Regions from separate parts of the Pan troglodytes genome. Here regions 2 and 3 are each linked to region 1. Evidence: chromatin contacts called from public Hi-C data. All regions are on one chromosome and are shown on one strand. The core of a region is the stretch at or near the end of the contact, and the rest is flanking DNA. Distances in the headings are between cores, read along the strand shown. Region 1 has its middle 65 kb from the start of CARTPT. Region 2 overlaps MAP1B (microtubule associated protein 1B). Region 3 holds the start of MAP1B (microtubule associated protein 1B).

Region 1 (2,566 bases), core at 34-2,533:
GGAAGGACTAAAATTCGGGGCCAGATGCTACTGCATCTCCTCCTCCCCCACCACACACACACATTCGAAGGGCTATGGAGGGCACCTTTTTTATTTAGGGAAAATTATCCCATTTCATTCATCCTACAAACATGAGGAGTGGCTGTGTTTTCAGCAGTGCCGATGAAAATCCCAAGTCCTGGGTCTCTGAGAGATACTTTCTTATGTGGTTAAGAAGAATCAGGATGCATAAACTTGAATCCTGCCTCTACCATTTATTTGCTCTAAGATCTTGGGCAAGTTATGTAAAGTTCTCTCTGTTTTCTATCTGTTAAATGGAAATAAAAATGATACCAGTTGTATGGGTTGTTGTTGAGATTAAATAAAGAACTGCTGGTAAAGTGCTTTTTACATTATCTGCCAAGCAGAAAGGGCTCAATGCATTTTAAATAAGTAAATATATATCCCTGAGTAAAGCAGGGAGGAACCAGCCCAACCAATGGCTTCCCTGTTTTCAAAACCACTCTGCTTGTCCTTCCAGAGGAATAAGACCAAATTCCTGGGGATTTTGGTTCACTCCTTGGTCAGCAACCCTGCAGATTTATTTTTTCTAGTCATTTCAGGCTCTGTGTCTAATGATGCCAAGTTACCTGGCTTTATGGTGAGTATGAAGCTGAACGCTAACTGCGGAAACTCCCCGGGCCAGGCAAAGCCTTGGAAAGTGAAAGTGGCTGTGAAGGCAAAGGTGCTACCTGGTCTTTCCCTAGGGAGAGCAAGACCCCAAACTGATCCTTATCATGAGATTCTGGGTACTGAGGTGAACTTGGGCTTGCAGCTTTGCAGTGAGTTTGGAGCCCACCTCTTTGAAGGCAGATTTCATGCATGCTTTCTTTGTGTAAAGTATTTTGAGAAAGTAGATGTATTTGAAGATGTTAATTTGGGCAGAGGACTATCCTCAGGTAATGCTGGGTGCACTTGTGGGAGTGGGGCCAAGCACCAGCTACTGCAGATAAATGTGCTGGCTCTGATCTCTGGTACCTCTGTTGAGTGACAAGCTCTTACAGAAACAAAGAAAGTGGCGGTATAGCAGGGACAGTCCCTTGTGGGGACTGTAAATGGCTGAGACTGCTACCATCTGCTCTTCTCGATTCAAATATTTAACAGGAGGTTGAAAACACAGAAGTTCCCATGAAATTACGTTTTTTTCCCCCGAACTTAATTTCTGTCAAGGAGAGGGAGGGGTCCCTTGTGTTAAACGTCTGCTTTTCAGTTTTCGAGACTGCCAGGAGATGGCGCCAGGGCTTGGTTCTTAATGGGTTCCTTAGCGCACCAAAGAAAAGACATGCTCGGCGTGGGGATGGAGGCCTCCGTCTCGGCGTTTCCATGTAACTCGTTTCTCAGGAAATCTGAACAGAAACCCTGGCCTTGGCATTCCTTGGGTTAAATGGGCTTCTTTTTTCATCTGGCCGGGAATTGAGTTTCTGGTCATGGCGCGCTACATTTTCAGTCATCGATTCTCCTCAGAGGGTCGCACGACTGATGTTGTCTCTGGACATATGCTAATAAGAAACCAGAGAGAGCTCGGAGAGGGATTTTGAATGCATTAGAACTTTCCAGCGTGTTGCATAAAAAATAGAAAGTAGAGGTCATGTTATTTGGGAAATAGTAGACGTGTTGTATCATACCGTTTTTTTTCCTTCTTTTCAGACCCTTTTCACTGATCTGTTGCTCTTAGCCCAGAAAACGGTATAGCTGATGCCAGAAATTACAGCACGTTCTGCTAGGAAGTGTTTACACTTCAGGGCTGAACTCCTAGCACGATTAATAAACATCACCACCACAACATAAGAACGACTGAGCATGTGGTACCTATCCGCTCATTTAACCCTTACAGTAATCTGGGATATGTCCTTTATGATGTACTTTTTTCAGGCTAGAAAACTGAAGCTTAGGTTCAATAATTTGCCTAAAGTCATTCGACGTGTGATCAGAAGAGTAGGGATTGAAACTCAGACCATCTGACTCCAGGCCCATGAGGTTTTCCCCGGCACCCTACTAGAACAGCAATTTTGGGGGTAACGGGGCACCCCGGAGGCAGTGCTCAGTGGTTCCAGGTAGCTTGGTGTGCAGAGAGGCACCCAGGTATAGAGATGTGGTAGTCGTTTAGTGTTCACTGGGGACTCAGCGCTGTGTCATGTCCTGTGGCTTCTCTCAACACCGTGTGCAGAATCCAAACTTCCCCAGGCCTGCAAGCTCTGAGCTCTGTTCCCCTGGCCTATCCTGCTTGGTCACCCTCCAGGCATCTTTCTCCTTCCAGAACTTGCCAAGCCCATTTCTGCCTCAGGCTCTTTGCACCTGAGCTCTCTTCCCTCAACTCCTCACTGGCTGGCTCTTTTTCCTCAGGACTCAGCACAGACAGCCCTTTCTCACCCCATGATGTAAGGAGGCTCCCTCTGCCTCAAGGCCTCCTGACTCCTCACTCTGTTTTATTCCTTTATCGCACTTGTAATGATCTCTAAGTATCTTGTTTGCCTGGGTATCATCTGTTTTTCTCTCATTGGAATGTAAACTCCATGAGGAGGGGATT
Region 2 (2,566 bases), core at 29-2,528, 340 kb after region 1:
GACAGCTGCTAACCAAGGACAGCACCTCATGCTGAGTGTCACTGCTTTTGTCTTCATCTCCAGAGACCAAAGAGAGCTCATGATTTTTGTTAGTAGAGTTTTTTTTTAAAGGTTTTTTTTAAGTATGCAGCAACAGCAAACCATCAAGCAAGCACAGTCTCTTTGCTTTTTCTGCCTGCTTTTTGGTCTTCCTCTGGGGCAGTTTGTTCAGCACCTATGGTAGCCTACTAGAAATAATGGTGGAAGATGAAGAATAAAGCATAAACTAATAGATCACTTTAAAAGTGCCAAGTAATGTTTTTGAGTGCTTATTAATAAGAAAGCAACTGTAAGGGAATATTTGGAAGAATGAAGTATTTCCCACTGTTTATAATTTTGTTGGGAAAATAAGTCATTCACAGCTTTAAAATTCACTGTTTCTCAACAAAGAGAGTTTCTTTTTATTTTTTTAATCTCTTTTTGTTTTTGAGACAGGTTCTCCCCTCTGTCACCCAGGCTGGAGTGCAGTGGTGCAATTACAGCTCACTGCAGTCTCTGCCTCCTGGGATGAAGCTACCCTCTCGTCTCAGCCTCTGAAATAGCTGGGACTACCAGCCTGCCACTATGCCCAGCTAATTTGTTTTTTTTGGTTTTTTTTAGTTTTTTTTGAAGATGGAGTCTCACTCTGTCGCCCAGGCTGGAGTGCAGTGGCGTGATCTCGGCTCACTGCAAGCTATGCCTCCCAGGTTCACGCCATTCTCCTGCCTCAGGCTCCCGAGTAGCGGGACTACAGGCGCCCGCCACGACGCCCGGCTAATTTTTTGTATTTTTAGTAGAGACAGGGTTTCACTGTGTTAGCCAGGATGGTCTCGATCTCCTGACCTCGTGATCTGCCCGCCTCGGCCTCCCAAAGTGCTGGGATTACAGGCGTGAGCCACCGCACCCGGCCTATGCCCAGCTAGTTTTTAAATTATTTTGTAGAGAAGGAGTCTCACTCTGTTGCCCAGTCTGGTCTTGAACTCCTGGCCTCAAGTGATCCTCCTGCCCCCGCTTCCCAAAGTGTTGAGATTACAGGTGTGAGTCACCCTGCCCAGCGTGAGAGTTCTCTTAATTTGCGAACTGTGTATATGTGTCAGAGAGAGAGAAAGAGAGAGTGTGTGTGTCTAATTCCTAAAGAAGAAAGGGGTGAAAATGGAGAGTATAATAAGCATTGCATTTTGATTGTTCAACCATGGGTTTAGTCACAATGACAAAGGTTACCCAGGTACCAGCACCCCACTCCCAGCTGCAACCCAGGACTAATTAAATGCTACCTAGGCAACGATCAAGTATCCCCAAACATCATACTCCAGGGCTTACCCCTTTTGTTTTCTCGGCTGTGATCTAAGGGTAATTTCTATTGCATGTGAAGTCAGATTTCCTTGGTCTGAGAGAAACGTGAGAAAGTAAGAGGTACTCTGGGGAAGCGCACTTAGTGCACCACAGGGACTGGAGAAATTAACATAAATACAAGACAATAATAATGTTATTTTAATAAACTCTTCTAGGTTAAAGGATTGCCTATAGTCAGGACTGGTGAAATTGATGCTTATAGAAAATGCAACAAGAGCGTCTACATGTGATTTAAAAATAAAAGTATGTAATTAGGAGTGAAAATTGAAAAGCTAGGGTAGTGTTTTATTGAATGTGGCTCCTCTCTGCAGTTGTACCGCACCTCATTTGAAACACTCAAGCTGAGGTTGCCTCTCAAAATTGCTGCCTTGCATTCCTGAGGGGTTAAGACGAAATATGAACATCCTGAGGACTGTCTTTGTTGTCATAGAGGGAAGTCCTCTAAACACGCACTTTGCCATTAATCTGGCCGTTTCTTTCTCAATAAAACAGGTTTTCAATGGGAGCTGTGAGTAAACACGCCACTGTTGAGCATTGTGGCTCAAATTCAGATTTCTTGTTGGCTTCTCACGTGGATAGTGCGAGGAAGGAACAACTATTCCCCTGAGGGAGCAACACGTTTTTAGTGCACCTGGCCCCAGGAACACTGCTCTACATAGATGTGGCTTTTTGGATCCTGAAGTGTATCCATCAATGGGAATGTCACATTTGGAGAAGTTATCCTTATTGCAATAAAATTAAAGATCAAATAAGTTCTGGAACCCAGGCGAACAATGCTTCCTTAGTGCAGAGCCATTTTGAGCAGTTGTCTCTTGTGCCTTTTAAAAACCTCTCACTTGGAAGTTTTGATGTGTGAAAGATGTGAAAACTGCCTAAGAGAATTCTTCCTCTTTTTAATGGAGCTCAATGCCTGTTTAGGGATGATGTAGCAACCGCTCTTTTATCTAGAATTCCAGATAGTTTCCCAGCTCAAATACTAGGAGTTTTTGGTGGTGCAATTCAATTGAAAGTGGTATTTGGTGTGAAGTTCCAGCAGCCCCACAAGATGCTCAAGTGCCTTGTAGTTAGTTTAGTATAATGTGCATATGTGTTTGTGTGTGTGTGTTTGCATACATGAGAGAAAGAGAGAGAGAGAAAACCTTATCTGTTCTCATCTATTATAAAGGAGACAATCCTTTCATTTTATATGGTATCT
Region 3 (2,566 bases), core at 50-2,549, 320 kb after region 1:
CCCCCAGCCCTTGGCTGCCCAGCATGTCTCCCATGCCAGGGTGTCAGCAAAGATATAAGAGCAAAGAGTACATGACCAATAAGTCATGGCAGCTAACACCTAAGACACTGGGTTACTTTGGAAATCTTAAGAATATCTAGGTGATTATCTATCTATCTATCTATCATCTATATTTTACTAACAGGCATTCTAGTATTAAAGCTATGTTGACTAATTTCCATCTATTCCTCTTCCTTAAAGCTCGAATTCCCCAGTCTTCTATGATACCATGTTTGCACATTTTGCTCTTTCCTCACCCTCCTCCCCTTTTCTGGGACAGAAGCTATATCCAGTATGTTTGTGAGAAACGGTTGTAAATAGGCTGCCTTAAAAAAAACAAAAAAACAAAAACAAAAAACACATTTTTTAGTTCTTCTAAACACAAACAAAGGCAATAAAAATTCCCAATGCTAAATGTATTTTAAAAGACATCATTGTCACGAGGTAATTTTGCTTGTGTGTTCCCCAAGGAACTGAAAAGTACATTATAGTCACTGTAACCCTGCTGGGTAGAGACAGTATCTTCTCTTTAATCTTTGTTATTACTGATACTATCTGTTCAGCACATTAAGGAAAGAAATTGGTATCTAATATAATACATCTGCATTTCTCTCATTTCCCATGAGCACCACAAAGCCAGTACTTTTTCATCCTTGGCCCTGCCAGAGTAGAATCCAAGGCCTGAACAATAGTAGGCTTAAGTTTTGCATTTTTGATGTATTCTTTAAGTGAAGGTGGTAAATATTGATATTGGTAAATATCAGTAAATTCGTCTTCTTAAAGCCACAAGGTCAAAGAAAAGACAGGTTCCGTCTTCCTAGGCGGGGTACCCACAGCCCCGCATCTGCCCACTGTGGCTATCCCAGTTCCTGAGAACCTGGCTACATCATACACAGCACACAAGGCAGAGGCCTGACTAGTGCAACTCCAACAAGAGAAAAGACCCCCACTCCGAAAATGGAAACTCATCCCATTCCCATGCACAGACAGGGTGAGGGTGAGGAGTGGGCAGTGGGTGTGTACGTGGTGGGTGGTGTAGGTTGAGAGCGTCTTCCCCCTTCACGGCTGCAGCAGGAGCTCAGCGGGCGCCCCAGCCCCTTGGCTCGCGGCCCTGCCCCGACCATTGTCCGCACACCTCGTCCCTCCAGCTTCCGGGCCGCGGGCGAGATGATTTGCTGCAGATGACATCAGCCCCGGGCCAACGGCTGGAAGAGCGGAGGCAGCCACCGCGTGAGGATGTGCCGGGTGGTCCTTTCCTCCTCCTCTTCCTCCTCCTCCCGGCTCCCTGCCTAGTCTCCATATAAAAGCGGCGCCGCCTCCCCGCCCTCTCTCACTCCCCGCTCCTCTCCGCCGCGCACTCTCCGCGGCGCTGGGAGAGGGCGGAGGGGGAGGCGGCGCGCGGCGCCAGAGGAGGGGGGACGCAGGGGGCGGAGCGGAGACAGCACCTTCGGAGATAATCCTTTCTCCTGCCGCAGAGGAGAGGAGCGGCCGGAGCGAGACACTTCGCCGAGGCACAGCAGCCGGCAGGATGGCGACCGTGGTGGTGGAAGCCACCGAGCCGGAGCCATCCGGCAGCATCGCCAACCCGGCGGCGTCCACCTCGCCTAGCCTGTCGCACCGCTTCCTTGACAGCAAGTTCTACTTGCTGGTGGTCGTCGGCGAGATCGTGACCGAGGAGCACCTGCGGCGTGCCATCGGCAACATCGAGCTCGGTAAGTGGCCCCGCGCCCCCAGAGACGCGCGCTGGCAGACGCGCAAACACGACCCCACCCAGGGCGCGACGGTCACTGCGCTCCTCCCGCGCGCCCCGCACCCATGCCTCTCCTCGTCACCTCTCATACTTGTCCAGACCCTTTCTGGGCTAATTAAGAATAATCCGAATTATTAGATATGAGACCCAGAGGGAGAGTCTCCAATAACCTTGAGGGATCTGTCACCACGCTGAGTCCGCAGCCTGTGCTGAGTTGGCCACCGCCTCTCCCGCTAAGTGAAATGCAGGTGTCAGGGGAGCAGAGGCCACAATAAAGCCGCAACCGCAGGAGGCAGAAGGGTGGGGGAGACCTGATGCAACCACTCCTTTCAGTCCTCTTCTGGCCTCAGGAAAAGGCTGGGACCCCCACCATCGCAGACCTGGGGCCGAAGCCCATGTGCCAGGGCCCGCGTGGGATTCATCCTCACCACGGCTACCTCAGCCCCTGAGAAACGCCTTTTCTGATTTCAAACCTCCCGATCCATTCTTTCCTCAGAATGACTAGGCTAGTCCTAGGGCCACGCCCGCTCCCCCCGCCCCCCCCTCCCCGGGGAGATGCTGGGATGCAGAACCGCCTGCGCTTCGCCACCAGACAGAGCCCGCCTCGCTACCGCCCTTGGGGCCTTGGCTGCAGCTCTCAGAAAGGACAATGGGACCCCAAGTTGCGGGGTGGGGCTGCTGCTTTTAGAAGTCCCAGCCTCGGGAGTGGTAGCTTGAAGGGGGTCGGTGAGGGAGACGTCAGCGGGTAGGGTCAGCTCCTCGCCCGGTGCTCGCACC

The links. Hi-C and Micro-C count contacts between places; a contact is called where the count stands out from the background.
Region 2: a contact with region 1 is called in a Hi-C map of stem cell-derived neural progenitor cells, with 5 times the contacts expected there. The contact joins two enhancer-like sites. A contact is called at or near these places in 2 of 7 Hi-C or Micro-C datasets (induced pluripotent stem cells and stem cell-derived neural progenitor cells) and 1 of 1 datasets of contacts at active chromatin or transcription factors (stem cell-derived excitatory neurons).
Region 3: a Hi-C map of stem cell-derived neural progenitor cells shows a contact between it and region 1, with 7 times the contacts expected there. The contact joins the promoter of MAP1B here to the enhancer-like site in region 1. A contact is called at or near these places in 1 of 7 Hi-C or Micro-C datasets (stem cell-derived neural progenitor cells), 1 of 1 datasets of contacts at active chromatin or transcription factors (stem cell-derived excitatory neurons) and 1 of 1 other capture datasets (stem cell-derived neural stem cells).

The regions. Positions count from the first base shown.
Region 1 is chr4:44,262,743-44,265,308 of NHGRI_mPanTro3-v2.0_pri, reverse strand. No RefSeq gene overlaps it. Among named protein-coding and RNA genes, the nearest start is that of CARTPT, 65 kb to the left of the region's middle. Within about 2 kb of position 1,283, at least 10 of the 24 cell types and tissues checked have an H3K27ac peak or open chromatin away from gene starts, as enhancers often do. A contact at or near this core is called in stem cell-derived neural progenitor cells and stem cell-derived neural stem cells, where this site is marked.
Region 2 is chr4:43,924,888-43,927,453 of NHGRI_mPanTro3-v2.0_pri, reverse strand. The region is part of intron 2 of MAP1B (microtubule associated protein 1B); the gene reads left to right. Among named protein-coding and RNA genes, the nearest start is that of MAP1B, 17 kb to the left of the region's middle. Within about 2 kb of position 1,278, at least 4 of the 24 cell types and tissues checked have an H3K27ac peak or open chromatin away from gene starts, as enhancers often do. A contact at or near this core is called in stem cell-derived neural progenitor cells, where this site is marked.
Region 3 is chr4:43,941,767-43,944,332 of NHGRI_mPanTro3-v2.0_pri, reverse strand. It overlaps MAP1B (microtubule associated protein 1B), which reads left to right and starts at 1,299. Exons shown (of 7, transcript NM_001194920.2): 1 at 1,299-1,751. The coding sequence starts at 1,568.